2 separate regions of the Mus musculus genome follow, and region 2 is linked to region 1. A link is a contact called in public HiChIP or PLAC-seq data. All regions are on one chromosome and are shown on one strand. The core of a region is the stretch at or near the end of the contact, and the rest is flanking DNA. Distances in the headings are between cores, read along the strand shown.

What was found. HiChIP or PLAC-seq counts read pairs in DNA pulled down with a chosen protein or histone mark.
Region 2: a contact with region 1 is called in an H3K27ac HiChIP or PLAC-seq map of extraembryonic endoderm stem cells. The contact joins two enhancer-like sites. A contact is called at or near these places in 1 of 15 datasets of contacts at CTCF or cohesin (CD8 T cells), 3 of 115 datasets of contacts at active chromatin or transcription factors (extraembryonic endoderm stem cells, heart atrium and thymic regulatory T cells) and 2 of 9 other capture datasets (adipose tissue and liver).

The regions. Positions count from the first base shown.
Region 1 is chr1:39,726,189-39,733,088 of GRCm38.p6, forward strand. No RefSeq gene overlaps it. Among named protein-coding and RNA genes, the nearest start is that of Rfx8, 8.6 kb to the left of the region's middle. Within about 2 kb of position 5,558, at least 17 of the 459 cell types and tissues checked have an H3K27ac peak or open chromatin away from gene starts, as enhancers often do. A contact at or near this core is called in adipose tissue, extraembryonic endoderm stem cells and liver, where this site is marked.
Region 2 is chr1:39,865,048-39,871,968 of GRCm38.p6, forward strand. Gm35600 (predicted gene, 35600) reads left to right here. Exons shown (of 3, transcript NR_168308.1): 3 at 1-42. Among named protein-coding and RNA genes, the nearest start is that of Gm35600, 16 kb to the left of the region's middle. Within about 2 kb of position 3,049, at least 96 of the 459 cell types and tissues checked have an H3K27ac peak or open chromatin away from gene starts, as enhancers often do. A contact at or near this core is called in adipose tissue, extraembryonic endoderm stem cells and liver, where this site is marked.

The DNA of each region.
Region 1 (6,900 bases), core at 4,308-6,807:
TTATCAGATATTAGGATGGCTACTCCAGCTTGTTTCTTCATACCATTTGCTTGGAAAATTGTTTTCCAGCCTTTCATTCTGAGGTAGTGTCTATCTTTTTCTCTGAGATGAGTTTCCTGTAAGCAGCAAAATGTTGGGTCTTGTTTGTGTAGCCAGTTTGTTAGTCTATGTCTTTTTATTGGGGAGTTGAGACCATTGATGTTAAGAGATATTAAGGAAAAGTAATTATTGCTTCCTGTTATTTTTGTTGTTAAAGTTGGCATTCTGTTCTTGTGGCTGTCTTCTTTTAGGTTTGTTGAGGGATTACCTTCCTGTTTTTTCTAGGGCGTTGTTCCCGTTCTTGTATTGGTTTTTTTCTGTTATTATCCTTTGAAGGGCTGGATTCGTGGAGAGATAATGTGTGAATTTGGTTTTGTCGTGGAATACTTTGGTTTCTCCATCTATGGTAATTGAGAGTTTGGCTGGGTATAGTAGCCTGGGCTGGAATTTGTGTTCTCTTAGTGTCTGTAAAACATCTCTCCAGGCTCTTCTGGCTTTCATAGTCTCTGGTGAAAAATCTGGTGTAATTCTGATAGGCTTGCCTTTATATGTTACTTGACCTTTTTCCCTTACTGCTTTTAGTATTCTATCTTTATTTAGTGCATTTGTTGTTCTGATTATTATGTGTCGGGAGGAATTTCTTTTCTGGTCCAGTCTATTTGGAGTTCTGTAGGCTTCTTGTATGTTCATAGGCATCTCTTTCTTTAGATTTGGGAAGTTTTCTTCAATAATTTTGTTGAAGATGTTTGCTGGTCCTTTGAGTTGAAAATCTTCATTCTCATCCACTCCTATTATCCATAGGTTTGGTCTTCTCATTGTGTCCTGGATCTCCTGGATATTTTGAGTTAGGATCTTTTTGCATTTTCCATTTTCTTTGATTGTTGTGCCGATGTTCTCTATGGAATCTTCTGCACCTGAGATTCTCTCTTCCATCTCTTGTATTCTGTTGCTGATGCTCAAATCTATGGTTCCAGATTTCTTTCCTAGGGTTTCTATCTCCAGTGTTGCCTCACTTTGAGTTTTCTTTATTGTGTCTACTTCCCTTTTTAGGTCTAGTATGGTTTTGTTCATTTCCATCACCTGTTTGTATGTTTTTTCCTCTTTTTCTGTAAGGACTTCTACCTGTTTGATTGTGTTTTCCTGTTTTTCTTTAAGGACTTGTAACTCTTTAGCAGTGTTCTCCTGTATTTCTTTAAGTGATTTATTAAAGTCCTTCTTGATGTCCTCTACCATCATCATGAGATATGCTTTTAAATCTAGGTCTAGGTTTACGGGTGTGTTGGGGTGTCCTGGACTGGACGAAGTGGGAGTGCTGGGTTCTGATGATGGTGAGTGGTCTTGGTTCCTGTTAGAAAGATTCCTACGTTTACCTTTTGCCATCTGGTAATCTCTGGAATTAGTAGTTATAGTTGACTCTGTTTAGAGATTGTTCTTCTGGTGATTCTGTTACCGTCTATCAGCAGACCTGGGAGACAGATTCTCTCCTCTGAGTTTCAGTGCTCAGAGCACTCTCTGCTGGCAAGCTCTCTTACAGGGAAGGTGCGCAGATATCTTGTTTTTGGACCTCCTCCTGGCCGAAAAAGAAGGCCCAAAACAGGGCCTTTCTCAAAAGCTGTGTTGCTTTGGCAGTTCCCAGAAGCTGTCAGCTTCTGTGGTGCAGACTCTCACCTGTGCAGACTAAAATCCTAAGTTCCAGGGAGTCCTGGAACCAAGATGGCGACCGCTGCTGCTGAGGCCGCCTCCCAAGCCAGGCGGACACCTGTCCTCTGGTCCGGACGGTGGCCGGCTGTCTGCGGCCCGCCAAGGGTGCTGCCTCAGCGGCTCTGTGCTTCTGCCTGTTCCAGAAGCTGTCCGGTTCTCTGGCACACCCTCTCACCTGTTCAGACTAATTTCCTAAGTTCTGCTGAGTCCCGGAACCAAGATGGCGACCGCTGCTGCTGAGGCTGAGGCCGCCTCCCCCTACTTATTTATTTAGTGTATATGCGTACACTGTCACCTCTCCAGACAGCAGAAGAGAACATCAGATCCCATTACTGTTGGTTGTGAGCCACCACATGGTTGCTGGGAATTGAACTCAGGACGTCTGGAAGAACAGTCAGTGCTCTAAACCCCTGAGCCATCTCTCCAGACCTGGAATGACTTTTTAAACTAGAAAGCAAATGTTGATGAAGAGGGAGAGAAAAATTGGGACCCTTGTTTCCTGCTGCCAGTACTGCATCAAGTAGAGGAGTTGCTATTGGAACCAGTTTGACTGTTTGTTCCTCCGGCTGTGGAATTAACAAGGGACCAGGTGGTGTCCACTTCTCGATGCACACTCAAAGAAACTGAGAGTGAGCATTGCTGTTGTGCAGCTGAGTTCACAGCAGCACTATCCATGGGGAAACCATGTGTCTATGGACAGACAAATGGGTAAAGTAGATGTGGCATATCCAAACCATAAGCTAGTAGTCATTCTAAAAAGGTAATCAAACCAGACACGTGCTGCAACGTGGATGGATTTTCAAAGCCGTTACACTGATCGAGGAAGACCCCAAAGCATGTTCCTACTTATATATCTGGTAATCAAACTCAGAGAAAAACATAAATGGTAGTTGTCTAGCTGTATTTGAGATGGGTCTTAATTGGGGAATTTGTATCTATCACGGTAGAGTGTCCATCTAGCACAGTGGGTTTCCACCTAGCAAAGTGCTGGCTTGTGACCCCCTTCACAGGGGTCACCTAAGACCACCAGAAAACACAGATCTTTACGATTCATAATGGCAGCAAAATTACAAAGTAACGGCAAAAATAACTTTTTCTTATTAAAGGGTTGCAGCATTGGACCATGGTCTTGCACGATGAAATCCTCTAACAATAGATTATCGTTACCAGCAGTGTGAATATACCTGATGCTGCTGAGTAAATGGGAAAATGCTTTATGTGATATACACTTATCACTTTTTGAAACAAAACACACCTATTTGAAAGCCACTTCCAAAAGCAGGACAGAGAGATTCATTAAGCCAACTGCCTCCCACATTTGCGTACATCCCATTGTGGCAGCCTCCCTTCCCTGAGAACAGCATCATCAGGGGTAAGCTTCCAAGGCGGTTCAAAAGGAGCGATTACAGGGGGAACCTTAACCTGAGGTGTGACTGGGTCACTGGAGCTGATAGAGGATGGTGTCTGGGCTTTCCTGGGGACACTGCACTACACCGGGTGACTTCAGCCTTGTCCTGGAGCAGAGAATGTTCAGGGCTGGAGTGAGGGTCGGGTCCAGGAGCTGATTCAGCCAACAAGTGGCACCAGTTTTTTGACTGAATTTTCTCAGTTCAGTCTCTTTGTTCGAGAAAGGCTGTTTAAAAAGCCACCTGATAGGGACCAGTGACCTTGCCTAATGCTCTCAGAGTTCCAGGTTGAGAGGGATACTCTTCTGGAGAGTACACTTCAGGACAGGGAAGGCTGGGTGTAGGTGTAGGTGAGAAGCAGGTCTGAATGCTGGTCCCAGGCTCATGCAGGAGAAACAGCTGCAGGGAGAGAGGGCAGCAAAATGGCGACTTCATTGGAGAATTAGCAGCAAGAGAAGAAAGAAGGGGAAGAAGGCTGGGAAGGACCCCCACAGCAGCTGTCTTCCAGCCAGCCCTCTCCCAGTCAGCGCTCTTTCTTCAGTTGTATCTCTAAGTGGTGCTAGGTCCTTTTCTGCTCCAAGAGGAGAGTGGAGACCCTTTCACGTGCTTTACCCAAGAGCTCAGATCCTGGGCTTCCTGCAGTGAACAGGTGGCTCCTGCTCACTGGTTCAGGGCAACAGAGGCCATGGCTCCTCCCATCCCAGAGGCTGATTCATCATCAGCCGATCCCCCTGCCACTCAGGTAGTGGCGCAAGATACCAGCTCCTGTCCCCAGAGACTAGACAGAACCAAGGCGAATGCCTGTCTGTCATTCCAGATCTTGTTACCCCACTTAGATTGTGTAATGTTTGTGTGTGGGGCGAGCACCAACGAGTTCCTGGCTTATTGTTGGACATCAGAAATACAGGTGACACTGTGACTCTTGGGTTGACTACTGGTTTCTGTGAGTTGTTACTTCCAATGGTTGATGCTACACAATGCAAGCATTACCTCATTTTAGCCCAAAGCTATTGATGCCTATTGATTAGAGGGCTCAGGAAGTAAGGCTGCAGGTCGAAACAGGGTCAACTTCACACCTTCTATGCCTCAAGGGCCACCCACATCATGTGATCAAGCATGTGACAGATTCAAACTTTGATTAGTTACATGCCAATGCAGTGACATTCTTAGAAGGTTTATCCCCCAGCCCAAGCCTTCTTAATGAGCTAAGTATGCAAAGGGCGCATGACTTTTTACCAGCATAATATTTGTAAAACTACCTAAGTGCTATGTAAAAGTACACTTAGAGACCATTTTCATTTCAAAGGATCCACAGCAACTGACATAATAAAAACTTTTACTTGTAGCTGAAGGGACAGCCTGACCCATGCCTAGAACTCTCCCAGATCAGAAAAGCCCCATCGCTGTCTGATTCTGGCTCAGCATTTCTGCTGTCTTACACCGATGCAAAGAAAATAGGTTTGAATATTTCTATCACATAGAATTTCAGTTCTTTAAGCTGCATCTTAGGCACACAACACTCCTCTGACGGAGAATGCATCTCTTATATCTACAGCGACTTCTTTTTCCCCCTTCAGGCTAATTGGTCTCTAGATTATCCAATTAGTCTCCATTCACCTTCTAAGAGGGCAGCAGCTGGGCTTTATCTGTGCACAAAGCCACCTCTGATGATCCTGGATGCTTAATTTTGTCCAATTCTTGCAATTATCCACGTTCAGTGGATGGACCCAGGTGCCCCCAGGCAATGATAGGTTTTTAAATAAACCTAATGAGCACAAGGAATGCATCGGGTCAGAAACTCACAGTGTAGCAGGCAAATGAGCAAAGGGGCCATTGCAGAGAACAGCCAGCTTGGACTGTCCGTCTGGGCCTGCAAGACACTATTTAAACCGGTAGGCTGCAGACTTTCAAATTATAGTGCATTAAAATTCTCACTGGAGAGAGTCAAAATCATTCCTACATAGCACTGTACTTTCCTACTCTACACTTTGCTTTTGACTAGTTGGATGTTGCCCCAATTGAGATCAATAGGAACATTGAAACTAACAATATCCCCTCCTCCCCACCAGGTCTTACTATGTTGTGTAGGCTATCCTGGAACCCCTGGGCTCAAGTGATCTCTTTGCTTCAGTCTCCTAAGTAGCTAGGACTACTTAGGACTACAAGGTAGTAATCTGGGGCACCATAGAGACACCCACTTGTCATAGAGGTCTCTTTCCTTTCTCCTGTTCCCCAAGGCTGTACGGAAAGCTAGCTATGTGGTGTAACAAACAACATTATCTTCGGAGGAACTCAGAGAATTCGAGGAATGAGAAGAAACTGCCCTCATTTGTCACAGAAAGCGGAGCCCATTGCAACTCAGAGTGTATTGTATTTGAACTCTGGCACACCGGAAGCAGACTTCTCCGGAAGGCTAATAGAAGATCAGGCAAGAGAAAACTGGGAAGCACAGGGCTGGCAGGAGCTTAATGAGCTGTTGCGTAAAAGCTGTCAAATAAGGGTGCGTGGGGTGGACAGTTAGGCACCGTCTCAAATTGTAGCTGCCCACAAAAGTGTAAGCCTTTGTCTACTTTGTTGAGCAATTTTTTTTAAAGAATGGGTGAAAACCCACCCTAAATCGTTACTTTAGATGTGTGGAAATATTTTTAAGCATTTTAAGGGTGAAAGGGTTAGTTTGTAAAAGTGGGGCACAGTTCTTCGTCTTCCTCTTGCCTTATGCTGTGGGTCACTCTGGTACGAACACAGACAAACAGCTGCTGGCTCCTGTCATCTTGCATGGAATCATCTCCCTGTGCAGACCCCACCATGAAATGAGTTTTACTGAGGCATCTTCAAACCGCACATGTGTTTGAGATAGCTTCCTGTTGGTCATGGGATGCTCCCACTAATTACCATTGGGATTCCTCCGCAGAAGGAAGCCGGAAGGAGGCATCGTTTACAAGGGCATCTGCCTGAACTCCGCTGGAGAACAAAGGTACACGAATCCCAGTGGATGTCTGCAGATGGTTACAGCAGAGTGGGTTTTATAATCCCCGCCTTCGCAAACAAGCCTGTCTTCATAAATGCTGCCAGCGGTAAGACCCTCACAAGGCCATGCCAAGTGGTAAATAGAGGCCGAGTCTTTGAATTGAATGGTGGGTCCAGAAGAGTCTCTGATCTCAGATTTATGTATTATATTTGGAACATTTGCATAGACATAATGAAATATCTTGGGGACAGGAGTCGAGTCCAATCACAAAATTTACTTATGTTTCACATACACCACTGGGTTGATTGTAAGTGGTCACACCCTGGTGTGTGAAAGGTCTCCACTCCTGGCATCATGTGACCGATCAGAAAGGTTTAACTTGTGGCCCCTTTCAGATTTGTGATGTCTGGATTAGGTGTGCTCAGCTTTCGTTGTCAAGGGCAACTTCTTTTTTTGTTCTTTTTGGTTTTTCGAGAAAGGGTTTCTCTGTGTAGCCCTGGCTGTCCTGGAACTCACTCTGTAGACCAGGCTGGCCTCAAACTCAGAAATCTGCCTGCCTCTGAATTAAAGGCATGCACCACTCCTGCCCAGCCAAGGTCAACTTCTTAAATAAAGTTTTCATACATCATAGCTGTGCCAGACTCCTGACAATGTGTTCAGAGCCTTTTCCAAGCAGACGCAGCTAGACCTCTCTACCTCCCTCTGATTACACTACCCGACCACTCATTGTGGTCATGGTTCCCAAAACTATGCCCAGGGAAGCTGGGGGGAGAGGCCACAGAAGCC
Region 2 (6,921 bases), core at 1,799-4,298, 140 kb after region 1:
GTAAGTGATAGAGGACAATAAACGTATCCATCTTCAACAACATCTCAAAGCTACATTTCTACCTCGGCAGCCACGAGGAAGGTAGAACAGAATTCCAAACCTTGCTTTGCTAGTCTCTGGCCTATGCTTGTTGTTTGTTTGATTACAAGAGACAGTCTGGCTGTGCAGATCCTCAGGTTGACCTCAAACTTGGGATCCTCCTACTCCGGCATGTTGGGATTACAGTCCTGCCCCTACCCCCCCCCCCCCATGCCTCGATTCTTTCTTGTGCTCTTAAAAGAATAATGGGCTCTATCAGGAAGAGGGTGTGGTCTAAGGGGAGACACCCCTAGCTCCAGGACAAATCTGCAGTTCAGTGGGAAGAAGAGGTGGCCACGCCGAGGATAAGTCTGTCTTGTGTTGACAGGGAATGACAGACAGAAGGACAGACTATTAAAGAAGGGGTCTCTCCAAAGGAAAACAATATTAATAAATACTTACTATTAATAAATACTTACTATGTGAACAAAGAAAGGAGAAACTGCTATTTGGAGATATTTATAAGAATAAGGGTAGATCACCAATTGGCACATAAAAATCTAAACACAAAAGATTATTGAGTCAAGCGTGGGAACTCACACCTGAAATTCCTGTACTCGAGAGGCTGAAGTAGAGGACTGGTGTGAATTCGAGCTGGAGCTACATACTAAGCTCCGGGACAGCCTTACAGACTGTACAAAGTAAGACCCTGTTTCCAGAAAACAAACAAAATATTATTGTTGTAGGAAGGGCAATGAAGGTTTAATGAATAAAGAAAAGGCAGTAACTACGGCCCAGGGAAGAGCTGAGCATTAAGGACCATTTCCATAGACATGGAAACCTTCACTGTTGCTGTTGAGTGATGGAGAGGACCACACTGAGAGGGAGCCTGTGACCTGTGAGAGCAGATTCTCTCCTTCTGAACAAATGGCGACGTAAAATGGAAACATAAAGATATGTACCAAAAGTATGTTTTTAAAAAGTCTGGACACATGCAGGCTAGAGACAAGGCTCAGTCTTTAAAGTTACTGCATCCAATTCCCAGCACCCACATGGTGGGTCACAACCATCTCTAACTCCAGTTCCAAGGCATCTTCTGCCCTCTATGGGCACTGTACACATGTGGTACACAGACATACATTCAGGCAAAACACCCCTATGTTGGGCGCTGGGCATGGGGGAATAAAGGGAGTGGGAGAAAACCTGTGTCCTGCCAGAGTTCCCGTGCTCTGGGCTGGTGGACGAAGGAGGACTGCCATAGGCTTTCCACGAGGCCCCGGGTAGGTGTCTGGCTGTGGGAAGCTCAGGACCCAGTCCAAGGGGGTGGACAAGTTCTAGGTCTCTAGGCCTCATGGAAGCTAGAGATAACAGGTTCTCAGTCTCGGGGATCCCAGATGCCGCTGGACACCGCAGAAGAGCTGAGAACAAAATGGGGGCCCCAGGGACGGCTCAGTCAGCCCCGGGGCTGAAGGGAAGAGAGGGCAGGGAGAGAGGTGGTGCTGGGTGGTTCCCAAGCAGATAAAAGTCCTTGGTTTGGTCTGTGGCTGGAGTGCAGGAAGGCCTTCTGGGGAGAAGTTAGATGTAGGTCTTTAGGGGAAAGCCTATCTCATCGTTCAAGCACAGTGGGCCTTGATCAGCAGAGACAGTCTATGGTTTTAGAGCCTTATTGTAGAAAGGCAGGGAGAAAGAGAGAAGGTAAAAAGAGGGAGAGAGACTGGCCATGCCACGTGGAGAGAGGGGGGGAAGAGAGAGACAGAGAGAGAGAGAGAAGGAAGACTAGAGATGATAGTAAGCAAAGTAAGAGCTTAGAGAGAGCGAGGAGGGGCCAAGCAGCCCCTTTTATAGTGGGCTGGGCTACCAGGTAACTGTGGGGAGGAGCATACTTGGCTATAGTCAGATAACTGTGGGGGTGGAGTCTAGCCAGAATGCCAGAAGCTTGGGGCTTTATCTATGTGACTGATAGTCACACACCTCTCTTGCGGGGGCTGTGGGGGTAGTAACTTCAACAGGAACCAGGGGTCCAGGAGACATAATCTAACACCTTCTGTCCCATGTTGATGGAAATCACCACTCACAGGTCCCCGGGGTTCCAGACCTTTGCTCGACTGGAGACCAGGCTGTCTGTGTGCACATATACAAACTTTAACATTTGTTTTAAAAAGAATGGAGATGCAGGGCCAGGGAGATGGCTGAGTTGGGAAAGTGCTCTCTACTAAGCAGGTCAGAGCCTTAGTAGCACCCAGGGAGGAGCTGGACTCTTTGGTCTGTGCCACAGGAGGCGCAGAAAAAGACAGATGGATCTCTAGAGCTCACTGGCCGGCCAGGCTGTCCGAATGGCTGAGCTTCCTGCTCAGTGAGCAAGGCTCTCTTCCATATTCTCTCCAAAGTCAAAGTGCGAGATAAAACGGAAGGGGCCTTTCAATTACCTCTGCCCTATACACACACACATAGACACACACATACTCACACCACATACCACACATAAGTGTACACATGGACCTGAATGTGCACACACACACACACACACACACACACACACACACACACACACACACGGACCTGAATGTGTACACACACACACACACATACACATGGACCTGAATGTACACACACACACACACACACACACACACACACACACACATACACACACACGCGCGGACCTGAATGTGTACACACACACACACATACACATGGACCTGAATGTACACACACACACACACACACACACACACACACACACACACAACCAAAATAGGGAGACAAGAAAAAAATCCAAAGAAGCAGCGGAGCTGGGAACACATTTGAAAGCGAGCCGTGGAAAGGCTGGGTGAGGCAGGCCTGGGGTTTTGTTCCAAGCTTGGAAAATGATTTTACTTTTACCTTTTTATGTATGTGCACAAATGCAAAGATGAGAATCCTCTAAAGAGAAGGAGGAAAGTTTCTGGCTGCCTTTAGTCTTTAGGTGTCCGGAGACTGGAGTGCTTTGAGTAATAACCCAGGATCAGAAACACAGCCAAGCCCCGCCCGCATCCTGCCAGATGCCGCTATCCACAGGTCCCCAGGGCAGTGTCTACACCCCTTCAGGGACTCAGCTGGCCTCTGGATCTTTGAAATCATTCTAGAGGTCACTGAAGGCAGAGTGATTTCTCTTCAGTGGCTTCCTGGTGAACAAAACCCACACTCCGTCTCCAGTCCTATCTTGTTTAGCTAGTGAAAGCAAGGCAGAGGTTGCCAGGCTAATGAACTACCTGATATATTTAGCTAGAAAGATAATGTAGCTCTAGTGTTTGGATTTATCAAAACCAATTCCAGATGGCACCCAAGCCACAGAGAGAGGGCCATCTGGTAAGTAAGAGCCGGGCTTGTTTCTCTCTTTCTCTTCAAGGTGAAGGGCAGATGATAAACAACACAACTTCCTGTGCTAAAAACCCAGGCTGTTGGAAGGATGGCCCCTGAGCCTTACATCTTATCTGTGTTCATTCAAATACCTGGGCCACCATACTCCTTCAGATAGAGTCATTGGCTGAGCTTAGAAAATGACCTGATGCAAGTGGAAAGGTTTCAGTGTCTCCCGTATGCAGTGTATTTCAGAGAAACATGCACTCCTGGGTAACAGAGCTAGGCATTAATAAAGTCATTGGACAGACCCTTCAATTACACAAATTCCTCGAGTACATAAACCAATAAAATCAGAAATTATGTTTCTTTCTGAAACGATTTAAGCCACTGTGGTCATGTTTTGTTTAGCACCATTGGTGATGTTTTGAGGACATTCTCTGCTTGACAAGGTGTTTTCTGCCAGACACTTTCTTTGCCTGTTCCCTCTGAAACAAAACATCCCATGCTTCTGTTTATTCACTAGTTTCCCTGCTCTCCAGCACCCCTCCCCCATCTCCACCTACTCACACACAGCCCGGCCAGGCTAATCTTCTTTAAACTTTGCTCTGTTTGTAGAACTTTACAACTCAAAAGACAGTCACTACCTCTCTAGTGTCAGGAAGATAGTGCGCAGGTTGTACAAAATACCATCCCTCTTGCTCACCTCTGCCTCTGAACCTAAGTCCCCAAGGAGCCAGCCTCGTGAATGCTTCAATTTCCTCCTCCTACATTAAGATCAATTTGGCCTCCTGAATTCCGGAAGTGTGAGATAATTCTTTGGAACTGTTTTAAGCTACTAAGTTTGTAGCTGGGTCTGGAATCAGTAAGAAGCTAGACTAGCTTCTCTGAAGACTGCCCTGGTTCTAGTCCAGCTCTACACTGTGGGACTTCCACGAGGTCCTACCTGGCCCTGGCCCAGGGGCTGAGGCTGATGGCCTCACAGACATCCGTTGGCAGTCACATGTGGCACATTTGGCTCCTGTCGTGCCAGGCCCAGTTTAAGTGTTAACACTCCCACACCTGTGGTTACTGAACTGGACAGTGAAGACAGGGAATAATTCCGATGTCGTGAAAAGGTCTTTTGGGCAGCACAGGTTCGAATGGAATACACATCACTCCCTAAAGTCCACGGCTGCTAAACATGGTGAACTGAGCCTGAGCTCAAGCCCCACACTGTGGAAAGACAAAACCAGCTCCCTGAAGTTGTCCTCTGACCTCCCCATCTGCTCTCTGGCACCAGTACCAGCTCAGAAATAGCATTAAATCGCAGGAGGATCTGGTTTTGGGGGCCTTGGGCATCTCCAAGCTGATGAAACAGGACTTGGAAGGAGCATACGGACTAAAAAACACACCTCAGAACACTTCAGTCTTCCTGCAGGTTCTCACACCAAGGCAGGGAGGTCCCTAGGGGTTAGCGCTCCCACTCACAGCCGGCCTGGGGCATTGAACGGGAAATCTGGTTCCCAGCCAGCAACCCTGCTTATCCCGAGTTCAGCAGTCTCTATTTGGAACTTTCTCTAATTAGACCTGAAATCAATTGCCTTTCCTGTGATGCAAGGCAGTGATCTGTGTTTTCCCAGTGGACAGCAAATGTCCTACCACTTCTCACACTAATTTGAAACGCCACTTGGGTGACGAAATAAATCCCAGGGTGTAGATGGAGCTTCTCTGAGAATCTCTCCCGCGCGGCAATCACCCCGCTCTGTGGTAGTCTGGCGGTTTGTTTCACAATCTGGCAGAGCAATTCTCCTCTCTTTATCCTCGCTTTTTCAGTATTTCTGTCGGTTCTTCATACTTCTATCTTCCCCGATGCATTTGGAGTCGGTTTGCCAACTTCCGCTAAATATCCGATTAAAATTCCCTTTGGAGTTTACAGACCGCTGAGCTCATTGACAGTTTTAAAACATGAGCGCTCTTATTTTTGATGTGTACTCTCGTATTTCCTAAAAGCTGTAAAATTTTCTTCATTTCATTAAAATTCGCCTCTTTGGTATTTGTCCTTAAGGAGAAAAGACCTTTGAGCAGTGTTTCTCAACCTGTGGGTCTCGATCCCTTTGTGGTTGTTGAGCCTGTATCACCCTGGCTTCTATGGGACACTCATATTATTTCACCAATAAGTAAGGAAATTAGCAAAGGAAAATTCTTTTTCTAATTCACTTGGAAAGAGAGGTTGGGATTTGGTGGAAATTGTGAGAGAAGACTATACATGTTGTTTTTCTTCTTTAGTTTGCAAATGTTCCATTCTAGTGAGAGATTTGTCAGGGTTGGACTGTCCTGGACTCTTGGCACAAACCTGCAGGGACAGTCACTTTTGAGTTTCTAAGAGCTCAGAGAAAAATTTCACTTCACAGGCTTTTTTTTAAGTCCCTATGTTTTCAGTAGGAAATCTTTTCTTCTTAGCCTATTTATTAAGACTTCTGTCTGTTCAGGGTTGTGTTATTCTTCTAAAGTGATTTAGACATCCTGTATTTCTAGGTGTTTGGAACCCTTTACCTGTCTTCTGGGTCTGGGAGAAGTTTCTTCTAACTTAAGCAGAGAACTTTTCAAGGAGAGATTCTTGTTTGTTTGTTTGTTGTTTTTGAGACAGTATCTGTTAGAGCAGGCTGCCGTCAAACTCCCAGAGATCTGCCTGTCTCTGCCTCCTGAGGGCTGGGATTGAAGTCATGAGCCACCATGTCCAACCTAAGGAGAGATTTTCTTTTCTCTTTGTTCCAAAGTAATTGATCTGTTGTCTGTATTCTCCTTCTTTCAAAGGCACTGTTGGCCATGATGTCCCTAGCATAAGACAGTATTAATCCATAGAAGGGGACGCCATACTGAATGTGATGGCGGAGGAGATCTGAGGACAGACAGCTGAAATAAGGCCGTCCCAAGAACACCAAAGGTGGGTGGCTCTCTTATCATGGAATAGTGAGAAATCCATAGGAAGTGGATTAGAAGTTACCGGGGCCTGGGGAAGAGGAACAGGAGGTGGTTGGTTTTAGCGGCTACAGGATTTCTCGCTGGGTGATCTGAGTGATGGAAAAGGCTTGAAAACCGTGTTGAGAGTTGCACTGTGCAGAAGGTACTGCCCCTCCCCTGCTGGTCTACTTAGTATGGTGTGTGCGTGTGTGTGTGTGTGTGTGTGTGTGTGTGTGTGTGTGTTTGTGTTTGTGTGTGTGCGTGTGCGTGTGCGTGTTTGTGTGTGTGTGTGTGTTTGTGTGCGTGCGCATGTGTGTGTGCGCGTGTGCACGTGTGTGTTTGTGTGTGTGTGTGCCCGTGCGTGTGTGTGTGTGTGTGTTTGTGCGTGTGTGCGTGTGCGTGCGTGTGTTTGTGCGTGTATGCATGTGTGTGTGTGTGTGTGTGTGTGTGTGTGTGTTTTGCAGAGGATGACCTTGGGTAGTTTCTCAGGCAGGTTGCCTCACACTGGCCTGGAGCTTTCTAATTAGGCTAAGCTGGCAGGCCAGCTACCCCAGGGATCCAGGAGTCTCTGCTGCCCTAGGGCTGGCTTACAAGCACCCAGCACCACTCCTGGGTTTCCTT